Linked DNA regions of Mus musculus: regions 1, 2, 3, 5 and 6 are each linked to region 4. The links are chromatin contacts, called in public Hi-C, HiChIP or PLAC-seq and Micro-C maps. All regions are on one chromosome and are shown on one strand. The core of a region is the stretch at or near the end of the contact, and the rest is flanking DNA. Distances in the headings are between cores, read along the strand shown.

Region 1 (2,700 bases), core at 153-2,652, 790 kb after region 4:
GAGCTGAAGCAGCCTAGAAGCAATCTTACTGTTGATTGAAAAGAGCTGGAACCGGGTTTACACCGCATCTGTTGGTTTTTCCAATGAGTCAACACTGGGGTTGACCATTTGGCTTTGAGTTGCCACAATCTGAAAGTGCACTATCGATCTTTCATCCCTGCACAGACACACATATGGTGTTCAATCGAACGCCTATCTCTGCAAGGGTAAAATCCACTCCACCACACTAAGTCTTGGAGAGAGGTACGCAGACGGTCAAAAGTGGTTTCTGATAGCTTAGATTCTGTGTGTTAGATGCCACGATACTACCCAAGAGGTCAGCTGGCCAGCCCCTTCTTAAGCATACCTTGGTCTGGAAGCAGCAATAGAGTTGGGTTAGATAAGGGTGTTTCCGAGCCAGAGCCAAAATCCTCTTCTCTGTCATTGTGCAGTCCACATCATCGTCTTGTAGGATAACGTCCTTCTTCAAGACCTTCACAGCGTAGACTTCATCTTTGCCTTTGAGTTCCGCCAACATGACCTGCAACCAGTTTTAACACATCTGGTCAGTCTTCACACCCACAGAACCAAATGATGTCAAATATCTAAGTGTCAATTGTTTCTTTCTTTCATTTTTAATGAAGATGTTTAGGAAGCTAACATTTTAAACGTTTAGGGAAACTACCTAAGGGGTTTTTTTTTTTTAAATCTCTGGCACAGTGCTCAGGTAAGAGAAGTTTAATGCACAGGGGCTAATTATTCATATCTTCATCTCCACTAGTGATACTGTAATTATCAGAGAACAAATGTAGCGTGCTTCCTATCTCTCCCTTGTATCTTTCTCTTCTCGCCTTTTCCCTCTTTCTTCATTTCTTTTGACAGTTCCCACTATGTAGCCCATGTTGGTCTTGAACTCATGACACTTCTGTTTCATCCAAATGCTAAAATATTAGGTGTGCCCCACCATACCACACACACATACAGACTTTCAGAAGAAGCAATATGTTATATGTATTTTCCTATAAAGTCTTCATCTCTATCATGATTGCTGGTACTCAGTTCAAAGTAAATACACTATAATTGATTCTGCTATCTCCTTCATATTAGAAACAAGTTATACCCAATTAAGTTCTATATAAGTTGCGCTGAGTGCTTTTGGACACAATTTAAAATTTTGTTTGGCATTATATCCTTGAAATAGATAGTTTTAGAACTAAAGGGTTGAACATTTTACACACTTCCCGATTTTTAAAAAAAGACTTGTTTATTTACTTATATAAGTACATGTCTTCAGACACACCAGGAGAGGGCATCGGATCCCATTACAGATGGTTGTGAGCCACCACGTGGTTGCTCAGGACCTCTAGAAGAGCAGACAGTGCCCCTAACTGCTGAGCCATCTCTGCAGCCCACATTTCCTGGTTTTTAAGAGGGCTACTTCAGAGAATAGCGTCTCTGAGCATGGGGCCGCTTTCACCTTCCCCTTCTGTTGGCTTGCTTCCTCTTCCTTGACAAACGGGAGACATTACCCTGACTCTGCTTTCAACTTGCAGTCTACCTTCCTGGGAGATTTATTTTCCAGTCGATTCTCTTTGTGGGAGAGTTTTCTCCTCTGTCTAGTTATTTGGGGTTGTTACTTCTAAGTCGGTACACATAAGAGACATAAAGACAAACCTCTTGCTCTCCGCACTGGCCCTCCCTTGCCTGCTTCATGACAAGCTGCTGCTATCTTTTCTTACTGAACATAACCTCTTTATCTGTGTGTACTTAATCGTGCCCTGTGTTTGCCTTTACAGTTTTATCCACAGTGCTGCAGGTAAAGACACAATTCCTTCCCCTGAGGGCTTATGGGGAGTCTGTTTTCTTGGCATTTGCCTATCAGTTGGCGTTTTCATTTATCTCCAAATAGTTGCAGGTCATTCTCCTTCCTGGGAACTTTGAAGAATGCTATTCCAATGTTGCCGTCAAAGTAAACCGAACATAACCCAAGGAACTTGAGAGGGTGCGGATTCTGTCACCTACAAAATACAGCCTATGTAAAACGGGCTCCAAGCTGCTTGCGATGGTGTGATTTTGCCTAAGAAGCCAGCTAAGCGCTCAGAGTCTTCAGGACCCCTATCCTGTCTACCTTACGTGCAGACCTGGGAGTTCTGAGCATGCTCAGTTCCCTAGAATCCTGCTCAGATTCAGACCTAGCCCTGCTCATAGCCTAAGCCAGAGCCACACGTAAACCAGAGGCCTGGGGTCTGTTTCTTATTAAGCTAGTTTTTAAAGAATGTGATCGATTCAGCAGTTGCCATCTGAGGAAATTTCAGTAACCTCCCTGCCAGGTGATCTCGGGACAGATAGGGCAGGTGAGTGCCTGCAGAGGCAGGCCCTGTGCCTGAGGGCTTCACGGAGCCTTCCCTCAGAATGGCCTTGGAATGGTGAATTAGGCCTTTCACTCCTGGCTGCTTCCCAGAGCCCAGCACAAATGAGAGAACCTAACTGCTACACCAGGCACGGTATTAAGACAGACAAGGAGACAGATAGACAGATATCTGAAATGCCCCTCATTTTTCTGGGCTCTTTGCATTTTGCCAGGACCATCACTGGTGGGCACAGCCCCACAAGGCATAGAGTGCAGCAGAGATCTGGGGGAAATGCCCTCAAGGGCAAAGGCCCGGATCCACTACACAATTATCCAGCTCTCCTCTCACGTGGAGAAGAAGAGCAGAATGG
Region 2 (2,792 bases), core at 250-2,749, 980 kb after region 4:
TATGTGTCTCACATCCTCCTCCCCCGACCGACGGACCGACCAACCGACCGGGTGTCACCACTGCAATGCTGAGACATCCTGGTTACTACACCTCATTCAACTGCATAGCTAATCTGAGTTTGAAGAGTGTGCTCGTGGGTATCTCTCTTGTTACCTGCCCCTCCTGTAAATCCATGAGCCCCTGAGTAGGAGACCACTTGGCCCTACAGCTCACGCTCAACTTCCCCTGGGGCCCAAAAGGCTCTGTTCCACCATGTAGCCAACCTTGCCCGTTGCTTTCGCCTGGCCTAGAGTCCCTGGCTGACGTCTGCTTGCTCTCGTTCTCTTCCCCGCTCTGCCTCTCACTATGTTTTGATTTTGCTGGTCACTCTGCTCTCTAAGTCCATCCAAGCACCACACTAGGTGCAATTACCGAGCGTGCCCAGAGCTGCATTAGGCTAAGTTCTGAAACCCGGGCTGTGGTCCAAGCTCATGAGCTCATGGCAGAGGCTCAGTGCTCCCCAGCGGGGCCTTCATAGAAGCCTGGTTTCTCCCAGCTTGGAGAACAGTACTTCGGTTTTATAGGGCCTACTGTAGCTGTTCCTACAGTCACCAGCAGAAAAATGTCCCTTGGTCTCTACTCTGTGTGCAGTTTCCAAACCTATGGGTCATCCAGTCGGGTGGTTCACCTACGGAATCTGGACTCTGGGGGGAGGAGAGGAGCTAGCAGCTCCTGAGTCTGGGATTACAGTGTGAGCTGCTCCATTCCGTTGGAAATCTGAACTTGAACCAAAGCCTCCGGTGACTCACTGGGAGAGGGTGAGAAATCCTAGCTTTACAGCACACAGTAGGTTTTGGAACGAGGCTGACCTAGTTCTGTATGGTTTTACACAAGCTATACTGTGCAGTCTCCCCATCTGTAAAATGGGACCATTGCGCACTGAGGTTTCTACAGGACTATATGCTCTCCGTCAAGCTTAGTATAACAGTGACTTCTCTTCTTTGGCTGTGCATTTCCAAAGACTGTCAATTCATGTAATAAGGCACATGTAAAGTAAAAAACAAAAACAAAACAGGGCTATTGACAGCGGCTACCTTGGGTTGCAGCTGTAATTCAGAGACAACGTATTCGCCGAGCATGCACATGGTCCAATCCTCAACACAGTTCTGCAAACTCGCTCGCTAGCTAAGTCAATCACAATTAATTAAAAATAATGGCTCCTATAGACATTATTGAGAGGATCGGCATCCACAGGATAGACTCTGTGGCAAATGCCCAGGAAGGTTGGCTGCTGCTGTATCATAACAACCTTAGCCACTCATCGCCTTGCTCTACCTTCTCACACACAGAGCAGCCGGTCTCCCAACAGAACCTCAGGGCTGACGCCTGTCCCCGCACCTCAGAAATGGGACCCGGCTGCGTCAGGACTGCTTGTCTGGTTGCAGCGAGCTAGGCAGTGTGCAGATGGAGCCTAAAGATAAAATGGCTGAGAGCAGACACCAGAAAAGGAGTGGGAGGGCCCAGAAACGGAAGTCGGGGTAGAGAATATAAACTTCACTGATGTCACAGTTTTCTTGGAACCCCGTGGAGGAGGCTGCTAAATAGCAACTGCCGCTTGAACTGTCTCATTACTGTAACTCCTCCTGGAGTCCAGGGACACGTTCTCCTGGGTGTCCAAGCTAGGCATAACAGGAAATGCTGGAGAACACGGCACCATGCACAGGAACCCAGACCGCAAGGGGGGGGGGGGAAAGCACAGGACATATAGAAAACAGCAGAAGACGGAACTCAAGGTCCCCACGACATTGCTAACGAACGCCATGCAAAGATCTCAGGATGTGTCTGTGCAAGGCACAGGTGCTGCCTGGCAACCAGGAGATAACTAACCATCCCTCTATGCCTCGCAGGGCTGTAAGATGAGTGTTCCTCAAGAGACACAAGGAGGCTTGGCTGCTTCCTGCTGCCAGTAGATCCCTAGAAGGTGTTGGGTCACTGTTGGTGGGTAAGGGAGAGGCTTCAAGGCAGCCTCCAGATCCTTTGTCTCTACTTCGCTCCAGCAGGCACCGGGCACTGCTTTCCAGCTGTCCGCTGCTGCACGGAAGGCAGAGGTCAGAGCGTGGCTTCCTGGAGGAACCACACATCTGCTGCACTTCCTAGGATGGACTGAGTGCTCTCTGGGCCACCACAGATCTCCCCAGCTCCCCACCACAGATCCCCTGGACCTGATCCTATCACTTAATGCCCCGACTCTGAGAGCAACCATCCTCATTAGTTTGGGAAATCAAACTAAGAGCTACACATAATGTCCACACAATTTTAAATGACAGGATTAGTTTTGTTTTCTGTTTCCCTGTAAAACCCACCCCTGTCGGTCCCACCCTGCCTCCCCCCAAGTGTTTCCTACCCTGTCAGCTTTCTCAAATCTTGGACAGCATATACTTTCAGCTTACTGTTCTTCTTTCTTAGGGAGTGTTAATTTTTGTTGTTGTTTTATGTTTTTGAGGCAATAAACAATAAAGTCTTAGCTGGCCCTAGAACTTACTATGTAGATCAAACTGACTTTGAATCAGAGTGATCCATCTGCTTCTGCCCCTCTGCCCCTCTGCCAACCCTCTGCCCCTCTGCCAACCCTCTGCCCCTCTGCCCCTCTGCCCCTCTGCCCCTCTGCCCCTCTGCTCCTCTGACCCTCTGCCTCTCTGTCTCTCCTCTACCTCTCTGCCCCTCTGCCTCTGTTGGGATGAAAGGTGTGCACCTCCATGCTTGGCTACATAGTGTTAATTAAAAAAAAAATGTGTTACTACCTGGGGAAACT
Region 3 (2,828 bases), core at 13-2,512, 780 kb before region 4:
GAGAAATTCTGTCTCAAAAAACCAAGAAAGAAAAAAGAAAAAAAAAAAGAAAAAGAAAAAAAGAAAAAAAGAAAAAAATCTGTAATTTACACATAGCACAATACCGTAGACTTACCTCTCCTGTGCGTCCCTTAGAATTCACTTTTCTCCCTCCCTTTCTGAAGCTTTGTAATGTTTTATCTATCTTAAGCCTAGAAAGCAATCAATGAAATTCAAGTAGAAAATCACTGACAGCTCCGAAATGAGGGAATCCAGAGATAAACCACTAGCTATGCAATAAGGAATAGTGAGCGGAGTACATTTTCAGTCTTCATAACGGCGGCCAGGGAATAGAAACACATTTTCCTTGGGGAGAGATTGTGCTAAGGGGACCAGACACAGATACAAAAGATTATTCCTCTCGGGGGTTTATCTTTCTTGACTTCGTGGGACCTAAAACAAAACCAATATAATCCATCACAACCTCCACCCGTTTTATTTTACTTCTTCCGGAACACCATGTAGACCACTTGCCCCCCCCCCCCCCCCAAAAAAAAAGCCTAAAGCAAACTAACTTGGTTAAAGATCTAAAACATTCTGAAAGTTTGGGCGACAAAAGCTGGAACCGACTCCAGACTCTCTCTTAAGTTCTCAGCAGAGCCGAAACAAGATTTCTTAAGGTTTGCAAATAAATCCCTTCAGCTGGACTAAAAACGCACAGAGCCTGGAGCGCTCCCTACAGCTGAGAGCTTGAACCTACCGAGCCCAGAAATCCGGAGTTACCCAAGACGGAGTCCCTCACTCCTTGTGGCGTTTAAGAGAACCAGGTGAAGGTTGGGGTGGAGGGAGGCTGAACCGGCAAAAGGCAGGATTAATCACTTCTCCCAATTGCATCAGCAGCCCCCGCCCTTCCTTCAGAGCACCTCCTATCCTAGAACCTTCGCTACGTACTGCCGCTCCTTCGCCCACCCCCGGCTCCATTATATGCCCTGATACCTCCCCATTATCACCCGCCCTGCCACACTCCCCCCTTTCCTCTTTCCTCCTCCTCCTCCTCCGTCGGGGAAGGAGGAAACCCGAGAGAGGAAACAGGGTGTTGGAGGAAGGGGGCTCCGCGATAAGAGAGGAGGCTCCATTGGCTCCGACACCGTACGGGCGCTTCCCATTGGTCAGGCCCCGCCGGAATCCACGCCCCCTCTGTCCCCGCCCCCGCCCCTCCCCCGCCGGCTCGCGGCCCTCCCCCCGCGCCCCCCGGCCAGCCCCGCGGCGGGGAGGGACCGACAGGGCTTGAGCGGAGAGGCTCCGGCGGTGTCAATGGCTCCTCCTGCCACGGAGCAGCAGCAGCAGCAGCAGCGGCAGCAGCAGCAGCGGCAGCGGCGGCGGCGGCGCTGGGGCTGAGGAGGGAAGGTTCCTTTAAGGAGGAGGAACGACGACGCCTCTTTTGCCCCTATCTCCTCCCTTTTACACTCATTTCCCCTTCGCCGAGGGTGGGGGTGGGGGGGGCGGAGGAGAGAGAAGAGGCCGAAGAAAGAGAAAATTCCTCGCAGGGCGCTCTTTCAGGGGGTGTGGGGGGAGGACGAGGAACGGAGGAGCCGGGCGCCCCCCGCGCGCTCCCGCCCCGCTCGGCTCGCCCTCTCCGAGATCGCCCGTCCGCCCACTCCCCCCGCCGCCGCCGCTGCCGGAGACGCCGCTCGGGAGTCGGCGGGCCCGGCTCGTCTGCTCGGCCGCCGCCGCGCTTCGCCTCGGGCTCCCCAGGCGGACGGACGCCCTTTCTTTCTTTCTCTTGCCCGGCCCGTCTCTCTGTCTGCGTCCCTCGCGGCCGCCCCGCCCGGCGGCCTCGGCCTTGCCCGTGCGCCAGGCCCGGCCGGCGGGCCTCGCTCAAGCTCCGGTGGTGCCCCCAGCCTCCCCGCGGAGCCGGGGGAAGCTCACGCCCGGTGGCCCCCCGGTCCCCGCGTCCCCGGCCGCCCCGCTCCTTCCCGCTCCCCACCCCCTTCCTCCCCGGCCCCGGAGCTCGCGGTGCGTGTGCGCGTGAGTGTGTGTGTCCCTCCGCCAACGCCGCCACCTCAGCCCGGCAAATGAACTCCGTCCGAGCCGCCAACCGGAGACCCAGGCGAGTGTCGCGGCCGCGCCCGGTGCAACAGCAGCAGCAGCAGCCCCCGCAGCAGCCGCCGCCGCAGCCGCCTCAGCAACAGCCGCCGCCGCAGCCGCCCCAGCAGCCGCCGCAGCAGCAGCCCCCGCCGCCGCCGCAGCAGCAGCCCCCGCCGCCGCCCCCGCCGCCTCCGCCGCCGCCTCAGGATCGGAACAACGCCGGCGAGAGGGGTAAGGCCGCGCTCGGGGCCTGGCTGGGCGGGCGGGAGGCCGGGCGGGGGCGGCGGCGGCGGCGGCGGCGCGCCCGGGGTGGGAGACGGAGGCCGAGCGGAGGCGGGTCCCACCGTGCCGCAGTGTTCGCCTGGGCCCGGCCCGGCCGGGCCTGGCCGGCAGGAAAAGCCGCGGCTGCGCGATCCGCCCGGGCTGCGGCTCAGGCCGCGCTTTGTTTGGTTTCGGGGCTGGCACCCTCCGTCCCCACCCCTCCTTGGGGCTTCCCGGCTGGCTCGCCCACCCCACGGGAGTCTGTTCGCGGCCGGGGGCGGGCAGGAGGGTGGGATTTCCCCCCTTTCTGCGCCTGGCTCGATCTGGGCTCCCCCTTTCTCGTGGTAGGTGGGGGGACGGCTGGCTGCGTGGGGCGGTGAGGCTGGCCGGGGAACTTGTTTTCCCCTTCTCTGTGGGCTCCCCCTTGCCCTGGAGGAGGGGGAGAGGAGCGCCGGAGTGGTCCGCCGCGCTGGCTGGGGAACTTGCGTGCCCCCTTCCAG
Region 4 (2,823 bases), core at 322-2,821:
GGGTACTCATCTTTGAGAGAACACAGGACAAACGAAAAGGTGTACTCAGAATCCTGGGTTCAGATTTCACAACTTACTGGCTGATTGATGAAGCTATTTACCTATAAATACAGCAAATCCAGGAAACAGGAGTCGCTGGGAGGAGTGACGGCTAAAGTCCCGAGGTTGGTGTGGCACACAGTAAGCACTATATTGGATCAGGGTTATAATCACCCCATCGCTCCCACAGAGGTGTCCCGGGCTGGGTGGTTTTGGAAAACTCTTTATAGTCGGACTTATTCTCTGCCCACTTCGGAAAAGGTGGGTGTGCACACGCGGCGGGCTCTGAACCTCTCCCACCGCAGAGAGCAAGACACCCGAAACAGGATCTGGGTCTGAAGACTGGGCGGGGTTCTCCCTCTACCCCATCAGGGTGCTTTCCCGCCCCAGCACAAGAGCCCAGCCCAACTAAACCAGCCCTGCTGCAAAAGCCACAGGCTGCCAGGACTGGATGGGGCCAGTGTCCGCCACTGGCGAAGAAACTGAGGTTCGCCGGCCTCTTCTCTGACCAAACGCATCGGTCTAAGTCTGCTGTGGACAGAGCTTGGTCTCAACTTTATTTGAGGGGAAAATAAGAGAAGACACAGAGGAACAAATTTAACATGAGGGAGTTTCGACAGTTTAGGGAGGCAACGGTCCGGTCTAATGAATGCACTTCTCTGATACCTACAGAAACCTCCATTTCAGGGTAGGGTTACCCACGTGACCTTAAAAGGCAGAGAGCACAAACTTTTCTCTTTCTCTCTCTTCTCTTCAAACACCCAATCTGCAAAGCGATTTTTCTCTTGGGACAGACGACTTTCCTAACTGCCTCGGCAAGCCGGAGGGTAGCACCCAGCGCCGGCTCCGGGACGGGTCGGTTGAGTCGCGCTTCCTGGACGAGGCGGTGCTTTTCGCGCGCTCGCTCCGGGCGAATCTGCCCTTCCCTCACTCACCGGTGTCCAGAGTGGTGAACCTGCCGCTCGGGCTGTTTCGCCGGTTGCTACTGCCGCCGCCGGAAATGCCCAGCATCTGCAGATGCCGGGCCAGCTCGAACATGCGGTCCCACTGGCCCTCGGCGCGGCAGCGCTCCACCTCGCTCTCCACCTTCAGGTGGGTGCCGTGCGCGCCCTTCGCAGCCATCTTCGAGCAGGAGCTGTCATGGGAGGTGCGGCGGAGGAGTGGAGACCAGGCCGGGGGCGGCGTCCAGGCTGGGGAGCACTCTCCAGCAGGCTTGACGGGAGTGCAGACGGCATCCGGGGCCCGGGTGGCAGAGGGGGCCCGGGTAACGGCAAGGGGCCCGCAGCAGCAGCAGCAGCAGCGGCGGCGGCAGCGCCCACCGCACCGCCTGGAGCCTCTGGACTGGGGCTGCGGCTGCGCGACCCCAAGGCGTCCAGAAGCAGCCTCCGCCGCTGCTGCAGCAGCTCCTGACGCTGCTGTCTCCTCCTGTGCAGCAGCTGCTGCCACAGCTCCCGCCCCGTGCCCGGGCGTCTCCAACAGCGGAACCTCCCCGGGCCGCGGCTCCACCCCAAAGTGGGCGTGGCTATCCCCCGCCGGGCTAGGCGAGCCGACCGCCAGCGAGGCCACAGAAGCCAAGCGCGCACACGGCGATCTCGGGCCGCCCTCCGCCGGCTCCCCGCCGCTGACTGGGTGCTCACTTTAATGCTGCGGGGAGCCCGGGAGCCCGGGGGCGCCTCGCTCCCCGTTCCCTCCCCATCCCGTCAGGACTCTTGGCCTGGGGTCCTCCGCCCGGACCGCCCGGCTTTGTGTGGTGGCCCCGTCACCGCCACAGCCTGAGGCACGTCACAAATCCGAGGAGCGGCCGACAGGACAGTCCTGGTCCCGGGCTCTTGGCGGATCCGGGTCGGATGCAACGCGCCCGCCCGCAGGGCTGCGGATAGACCGGCCGGGGCAAGTCCCTAAGCTCTTCGGATGTCCCCAACTCGGAGAGGGTTTATGTTTGTTTTAACTGCCGGACTCCTCTTTCCATCGGAATGCCTACTCTGGGTTCTAAAAGAGGATCTCAGCTGATTTTCCACTTGCTGCTACTTTATTTTGGTGTCTAAAGGCTGATCAGAACTCCAGGGAGCGCCCGACTCCGCTCTGCTCCGCTCTAAGGCCAGCGGTGCCCAGAAGTTCAAAGGACTCTGGGCGGGGCTTGGAGGGCGGAGCCAGGACTACCCTGGCTAGAAGGCAAGTATCGTGACCCCACCCTCGGTGAAACTGGAGCTGTCAATCCTGCCTGGGAATTGAGGATGTAGCTAAAACCACAGCCAACACTGAAAAAAAAATCCCCAGGGCCTGTACTTAAGTCACTTGTTGTGAGGTCCATTCCGAAAACGTTCGAGAATGATTTCAGGCAAGCTTTTCAGTAGTTCGAAACTGACCGCTTTCTACTTCTCCGGGAGGTCCTTCCACTCCCTGCCCCTTGCTGCCGGGAAATTTACAGCTTCAAGTTTCAGTACAGAACTAAGGTTTTCGGGTCTATCAGAGCACAGGCTCCTGACGCCCATTACCAGGGCCGGTCCCTATCAAAACTTCAGCTCCTCCGTGTGATCGAAATGAAGCCCCCTTCCTCCCTGGAAGGCAAGATTCCCTGCCCCTGTGTGCAGAACCTGAGGTTCTGCAGAACTAGGTTTCACGGAGGCGGTGGGGCAGGGGGATGGGGTGGGGAGAGGGTTGGGGAAGGCAGAAAGAGTGAAAGACTGACTTGGGTATCCTGAGAATGCGTTTTCAATTTACCTAGTCAGAGTGTTAGTGGGAGATACCCCTGGGGCCAGAGGGAACAGCAGGATTGACAGAAAG
Region 5 (2,877 bases), core at 194-2,693, 530 kb after region 4:
GTACCATTCCGGACACCCCAGCTAAGTCGCCACGGAGCGCAGTGCTGGAAGCTCTAACCCACGGCACGCACCGATCGAAACAGGAGCAAAGTGCCAGGCGGCCAGCTATAAACTTTTGCAGGCGACGAGAATGTACCCAGGTCTGCGGCGGGGTCACAGTGTGTTCCCACCTCAGCTCCTAGAGCTGGGTGTCAAGTCACCAGATGCGGGGCGGATTGAAGGAGGCTCGAGGGCAGCGCGAGTTGCCCCGAGTTGCCTCTCACCCAGTGCCGAAAGGTTCGCGAGGACAAACCTTCGTGGCTGCCCTTCGTCTTAAGAATCAGACACTCGGAGCCGCCGGGTGTCACGGTCTTCTCTCTGCACACTAGAGCACCTGCCCCCGCAGGGCAATCCAGGTCACTCACTCCCCACTCTCTGCCGGAGTCTAGGTGTAGGGTAAGGTTAAGGGGGTTGAACAAACTTGGGTGCCGTCTGGAGCAGGACCCTTGACAGTGTTCCGGCTTCTCGGTCAGGGCGCACCCCAGAGTTGCGCTTTGCCCTCTGTTCCATGCTAGTTTGGGGCGCAAAGCCCGCATAGGAACGCTCTCGGAAAGACCTAGAGGGTCTTAGGAAAAGAAAGGCGTGTCTACTGCTCCAGCATGGAAACCCTAAGAGTCGAGGGCATCAGCCCAGAAACATTTCAAAACACTCGCTAGGGAAGCTTGGTGCTCCAGGGACGACAGACTTTGGAAGGCGCCGCGGAAGCACCCCTGACCTCCAGGGCCATCTCTCCGTGTCTCAAGGTCTCGGAACTATCCGCTTTGCAACTCTACTGCGACACCGCAGCTCCTTGTCCCTAAAGGCATCACCGACTCGCTTACTCAAAGCCCCTCAACAGCGGTCCTCCAGCCTCCGAGAACTCTCGCACCCCTCTCCCGACTGCCCCGGGTCGCGCCCGCCACGCGCAGTTCCGCCAATGCCTGGGACCAAGTCGGTCGCCAGCTTTGACTCCCGCTTACCTTTTTTTCTCCTTGTCAGCTGTCATTGTCGCCGTGGCCCTCCGAGACCCGGAGCACCTGGGTTCCTTAACCCCGTAGGGGCTGCAGCCGCTCTCTTTGCTGTGGCCCTCCGCAGCTCTCTGTCGCCCGGGCAGGTGTGAAAGGTCTTTAGTGCTCGCAGGTCCGAGAGTCCCGCTCAATCAGGTGGAAGTTTGCAGAGGGCTGGCTAGGTGCGGAGGAGGAGGAGGGAGGAGGGGGGTGACGGGGAGGAACCTGCAGGAGGAGGCGGGGCCGGGGAAAGGAGTGGGAGGAGGTTGTAAGACGCCAAAAGAGAGAGAGAGCAGCGACAAGGGACCTGGAGTTCCGTTTAGCCCCGAACAGGAGTCACTTTTCTGGGATCTGACAAATCAAAACCAACCAACCAAAAAAGAAAAAGAAAAAAAGAAAAAGAAAAAAAGAAAAAAAAATGGCTCGAAGAGAGCAAGTTGGAAAAAAATCCGGGGGCAAGCGAGTGCGGCCGCTGAGATGACCATACAGTCTCAGGACACTGCCGAGGATTGTACGGCCGCCTCAGGAGAGCTGGAGCGGAGCGCTGCGGACTCCGGAGCTGTACACCGGCCGCTCTCGAATGTCCGGCCTCCTCGGCTGTCAGCCCACTTTAAAAACTCGGACGGCCCGCCCGCGGGAGGGCGCGAGGGGCGCGGGAGTGGGACATCGGGCTGGGGGCGGGCCGGGGGCGGGGCTCCAGAGAAGCCCCGCCCCGCACGCTGGCTGCCTGCCCCGACTTCCCACCGTGTCCCGGCCAATAGGGAGGCGCGGCCACAGCCTCTGCCCTGACCCCGTCCCTCCCCTTTCTCTGGAGCTGCGCTCCTCGGGCGCCCGCCTGCCCTTCCTCCTCCTTCCGCAGAACTGCGACTTGTTTTTGAGGTCGCTGGTGGCGAGTAACTATATGGGACTCCAAATGGAAGCGCAGTTAGCGCAGGACTGAGTAATGGCGGGGATCTGCTACCCAAGTTCGGAGTATGCCTTTGCGCCAGTGTCCTTTCAGCCTCACTTTTCCCCTAAGAGCTAGGCTAGGGCAGGAGCGCTGGGTCGGAGATCGCGAGCGCAGCTAGGGCGTGCAGCGAGCGCCCAGCCAACCCCCCCCCCCCCCGCTTCCGGGTGCTGCTATAGTCCCCTAAACCATCCACTTGGCTCCCTTCGGCCGGCGGTAATGATCCCCAGGACCCTGTCGGCTCTTGTTCTTGTCTGCCTTGGAGGTGCGCTCTCTTTGGCCAAACTGACCTTGACTTCTGAGTCCCGAGTGGCAGAAAGTTGTGGGAGAAACTGGGACAAAAATGATCTAGGGTTGCTCCTGCCTGTGTCTTCCTCAACCGGTTTGTGGGTTTTGAGGTGCTCGTGGTAGACTGTTAGGTTTAAGTGTATGCCTGAGAGGAGAGCCTTGGAGCTCCCTCAGGCCTCTGCCCGCTCTCAATACCCCAGTATCACCGTGGGCTCCCCAGAGAGTTCCTGAGTGTGATGTTGGGATGTGTTGATAGCGTGTTCCCAAATCACTGGATGTGCTCTTCCGGGGTTCGAAGGATACAGCCAACTGCAGGACGTGGTGTTATGAAGTCTCCTCTTCCCTAGGCAGTCAGAGGGTTCTTTGGCCTTTCCACCTGTGAGATGCCCACTCCTGCTTTGATCTTAGACACTTTCCCATTTCCTACTTCTGCAGGAAAATCTCCAGAAGGAAGAAGGGCAGCCATGGATTTTTGAAGGCTAGGGAAAGAGCCAACGGGCTCCATAGTTGTGAATTGCGGAGAAAGCACGGTCCCTCAAATTGGGCTGCCCTGGTATCTAAAGTTTGTGCTTCCCGAACTATTCTTAAACACAAGTTTCCTAGTAAAATTATAACCAG
Region 6 (2,700 bases), core at 68-2,567, 520 kb before region 4:
TCAGTCACCTGGATTGTCTAAGAAACCACTCTCCGCCCCCACTCCACCCCACCCCGTTATCTATATCACTAGCAGGATCTTCCCTGAGGCCAATGAAAAAGGGAAGGGGACCAAAAAAATAAAAAAGGAGGGGAGAGCTAGCGGGATATGGTGGGATTATCTGTTTATACCTAGGGTGTTCCTTACTACACAACTTTATGACCCCAGCCAAACTGGTTTCTGCCAGGCAGAGAAGGACCAGCGGCTGCGGGCATCATCCGCTATCTTTCCTCTCCGAGGTAGGGTGGAGGACACTTTCCTAGGGTGTTCCAAAGCACACCACTGTTCCTCCTAGCGAGCTTCTACCCTCCTGGCCCTCCACCGCACCCGGGGTGTATCCAGGCTCTCGTCCCTAGGACTGGTGAGCTGGGATAGCATAGAAGCCACAGCAGCACCCGGCCTGTGATCCTCCTGCTCTGGTGGCCCAGAGTTCCCCACCTGCGCGTGACTCCTCCTCCTGTCTCTATTCCGCAGCGTCCGCACCCTGGCGACACGCTGTTTTGGCGACCGCACCTGCGTCGGGGTAGGGTAGGGGACACTCTGGGGATAGAAGGAAATGCAAGGAGGGTCTTGGGAACACCCCGGTGCCGGGTGAGCAACCTCGCCTACGGTGGAGGGGGGGGGGGTGCACTGTCTGGAGCCTCCCACCCGCAGGCTGCGGCACCGATGCGCTGTCCGCGGTGCTGACGCCGGCCGGTCGCTCGGTCGGGAGGGGGAGCAGACGCCCTGGTTCCCGCCGCGCCCGGAGCTCATAGAGGCTGCCTGTCCTCGGTTCCCAAACCGTATCTTTTCACCCAGATGACTCCGCCGGAGTCCTGGAGCTGCGGTTGGACCCAGGAACAAAAGCGTGAGCAAAGGGAACTTAAATTTCAGGCTAGAGCCCGAGAATCGAAAGTCGGGTTCGGCTCCCGAGGGCCCCCAGTCCCTGAGACCTCAAAGCACCAAGTTGAACAAAGTTTCCCAGTGGCTTGAGAAAGGAAGACATTTCGGAGCCCAAGCGCGGGGAAAGAAGGACGAGGTTTTTTAGCGAGCTGGCATCCAGAACGGCAGTGGGACACCTGCTCTGGTGGGACGCACTGTTGCGGCCAGAACGACCTGGAGGCTTCGCAGCAGCCCAACTCTCCACCCATTCCTCCCTTCCTCACTCATCCCTCCCCAACACTCCGCCCCGGGCTCGGATGACTCCGCCTCTCCGTGTCGGGTAGCTCTTCAGCGGTAGCAGGGAAAGGAAGGGAGCGCTTCCCCGGAGGACAAGGCTGGGCTCTGAGGCTCGGAAGCCGACGCCGCCAGCTCAATTATAGGGGAGGAACAGGACTGCTCGCACAGCCTGCGCCTAGGCGAAACCGATCCCCAGCAGCCTCATGGAACGCTCCAGAGGACTCCCTCTGTGCCCTGCCACCGTGCTCCGATCCTAGGCGTCCGGACTCTACGGTTCACCCTGCTCGCAGCCCGCGGCCTGTCCAGAGTGGAGTATGCGGCCCGGAGCCCCATGGACTCTAGCCACCGGGGGCGCTGGCCTAGCTTCGGAGGCAGGAGCCCGAGGGCAGCAAGTGAGGAGCCGCGAGAGGCTGTAAGGCGTCGGGGCGCGGAGAGTAGCGCTCCAGCCCCGGTGTCCGCTGGGCCGGACGACCGGTGCGCGGCCTGAACGCCCGGCAGGAGGCGGATCGCCCTGCCGTCCCGGTTCCGGGAAGACTGCAGGGGGGCTCCGCTGCGGCCCCTGACCTCTGGCCACCATCCTCACGCTCCTGCTCCTACGGCGGGGATGTCACGGCCTCGGCTCCGAGCGCCGCCCCAGCCCCGGGGCTGAGCTGCGGACCATGTCCTCCCGCAGCCCCCGGCCCCCGCCCCGCCGCTGCCGCCGCCGCCTGCCGCGCCCCTCCTGCTGCTGCTGCTGTTGCCGCCGCTCGCACCTCAACGAGGACACCGGCCGCTTCGTGCTGCTGGCGGCGCTCATCGGCCTCTACCTGGTGGCGGGTGCCACCGTGTTCTCTGCGCTCGAAAGCCCGGGCGAGGCGGAGGCGCGGGCGCGCTGGGGCGCCACGCTGCGCAACTTCAGCGCTGCGCACGGCGTGGCGGAGCCCGAGCTGCGCGCCTTCCTCCGGCACTACGAGGCCGCGCTGGCCGCCGGGGTCCGCGCCGACGCGCTGCGCCCGCGCTGGGACTTCCCTGGAGCCTTCTACTTCGTGGGCACCGTGGTGTCGACCATAGGTGAGCGGCGCACCCCGCGCGTCTTTCCTCTGCGCGCCTGTCACTCGCTGCCCTTTCCACGGATCGGGGACCGGGCTGGCGTCCGCGGGATCCTCCTTTCCGTATTGATTTTCCTACTTTTGTCTCACTCTCTGTCCTCTCTCGTCCTCCTACTTTTCTTTCCTGCATTCGGAGCGAGGGGTTTGCCCGAATGGACCATCTCTAGCTCTTTCCAATCGGCTAACACTCATTGACTGTGTGTCAATCAAGAGCCAAACACTTTGAAGGCTCCTTGTTCAGCCTCTGCGCCTTAGTATTGTCCTCTGTAAGAGCGTATGTGAGAATGTATGTCAAGGGCTGCTATTTCCTACCCAACCCAGCCCTTACTATCCTCAGGAATGATTATAAAAGCCATTTCTGCATCCATTCTCAGCGTTTTAATTTCCTCCTCTTCTGTTGACACTCCCCCACCCC

What was found. A called contact is a pair of places that touch in the nucleus more often than the background predicts. HiChIP or PLAC-seq counts read pairs in DNA pulled down with a chosen protein or histone mark.
Region 1: an H3K27ac HiChIP or PLAC-seq map of extraembryonic endoderm stem cells shows a contact between it and region 4, with 5 times the contacts expected there. The contact joins the enhancer-like site here to the promoter of 4833418N02Rik in region 4. A contact is called at or near these places in 2 of 39 promoter capture datasets (hippocampal neurons and liver), 4 of 115 datasets of contacts at active chromatin or transcription factors (embryonic forebrain, embryonic stem cells and extraembryonic endoderm stem cells) and 3 of 9 other capture datasets (adipose tissue, embryonic stem cells and liver).
Region 2: a contact with region 4 is called in a Hi-C map of regulatory T cells, with 7 times the contacts expected there. The contact joins the enhancer-like site here to the promoter of 4833418N02Rik in region 4. A contact is called at or near these places in 2 of 484 Hi-C or Micro-C datasets (the G1E-ER4 cell line and regulatory T cells).
Region 3: a contact with region 4 is called in an H3K27ac HiChIP or PLAC-seq map of microglia, with 5 times the contacts expected there. The contact joins the promoter of Fbxo11 here to the promoter of 4833418N02Rik in region 4. A contact is called at or near these places in 4 of 484 Hi-C or Micro-C datasets (CD4 T cells, embryonic stem cells, erythroblasts and 1 more), 4 of 115 datasets of contacts at active chromatin or transcription factors (bone marrow-derived macrophages, extraembryonic endoderm stem cells, microglia and 1 more) and 1 of 9 other capture datasets (liver).
Region 5: a Micro-C map of embryonic stem cells shows a contact between it and region 4, with 3 times the contacts expected there. The contact joins the promoter of Epas1 here to the promoter of 4833418N02Rik in region 4. A contact is called at or near these places in 2 of 39 promoter capture datasets (hippocampal neurons and liver), 3 of 484 Hi-C or Micro-C datasets (all in embryonic stem cells) and 3 of 115 datasets of contacts at active chromatin or transcription factors (embryonic stem cells, hepatocytes and pancreatic cancer cells).
Region 6: a Micro-C map of embryonic stem cells shows a contact between it and region 4, with 5 times the contacts expected there. The contact joins the promoter of Kcnk12 here to the promoter of 4833418N02Rik in region 4. A contact is called at or near these places in 1 of 39 promoter capture datasets (embryonic stem cells), 1 of 484 Hi-C or Micro-C datasets (embryonic stem cells), 1 of 115 datasets of contacts at active chromatin or transcription factors (embryonic stem cells) and 1 of 9 other capture datasets (embryonic stem cells).

Annotation. Positions count from the first base shown.
Region 1 is chr17:86,493,758-86,496,457 of GRCm38.p6, reverse strand. It overlaps Prkce (protein kinase C, epsilon), which reads right to left. Exons shown (of 15, transcript NM_011104.3): 10 at 347-520. Among named protein-coding and RNA genes, the nearest start is that of Gm30284, 50 kb to the right of the region's middle. Within about 2 kb of position 1,402, at least 26 of the 459 cell types and tissues checked have an H3K27ac peak or open chromatin away from gene starts, as enhancers often do. A contact at or near this core is called in extraembryonic endoderm stem cells and liver, where this site is marked.
Region 2 is chr17:86,300,143-86,302,934 of GRCm38.p6, reverse strand. The region is part of intron 1 of Prkce (protein kinase C, epsilon); the gene reads right to left. Among named protein-coding and RNA genes, the nearest start is that of 2010106C02Rik, 14 kb to the right of the region's middle. Within about 2 kb of position 1,499, at least 188 of the 459 cell types and tissues checked have an H3K27ac peak or open chromatin away from gene starts, as enhancers often do. A contact at or near this core is called in the G1E-ER4 cell line and regulatory T cells, where this site is marked.
Region 3 is chr17:88,064,479-88,067,306 of GRCm38.p6, reverse strand. Fbxo11 (F-box protein 11) reads left to right here and starts at 1,262. Exons shown (of 23, transcript NM_001081034.3): 1 at 1,262-2,298. The coding sequence starts at 2,055. It overlaps Gm45950 (a long non-coding RNA gene), which reads right to left and starts at 1,182. Exons shown (of 2, transcript XR_385899.1): 1 at 740-1,182.
Region 4 is chr17:87,281,562-87,284,384 of GRCm38.p6, reverse strand. 4833418N02Rik (RIKEN cDNA 4833418N02 gene) reads left to right here and starts at 1,571. Exons shown (of 5, transcript NR_015506.3): 1 at 1,571-2,211. It overlaps Ttc7 (tetratricopeptide repeat domain 7), which reads right to left and starts at 1,499. Exons shown (of 20, transcript NM_028639.3): 1 at 975-1,499. The coding sequence starts at 1,161.
Region 5 is chr17:86,752,430-86,755,306 of GRCm38.p6, reverse strand. It overlaps Epas1 (endothelial PAS domain protein 1), which reads right to left and starts at 1,443. Exons shown (of 16, transcript NM_010137.3): 1 at 999-1,443. The coding sequence starts at 1,024.
Region 6 is chr17:87,796,611-87,799,310 of GRCm38.p6, reverse strand. Kcnk12 (potassium channel, subfamily K, member 12) reads left to right here and starts at 1,317. Exons shown (of 2, transcript NM_199251.1): 1 at 1,317-2,247. The coding sequence starts at 1,857.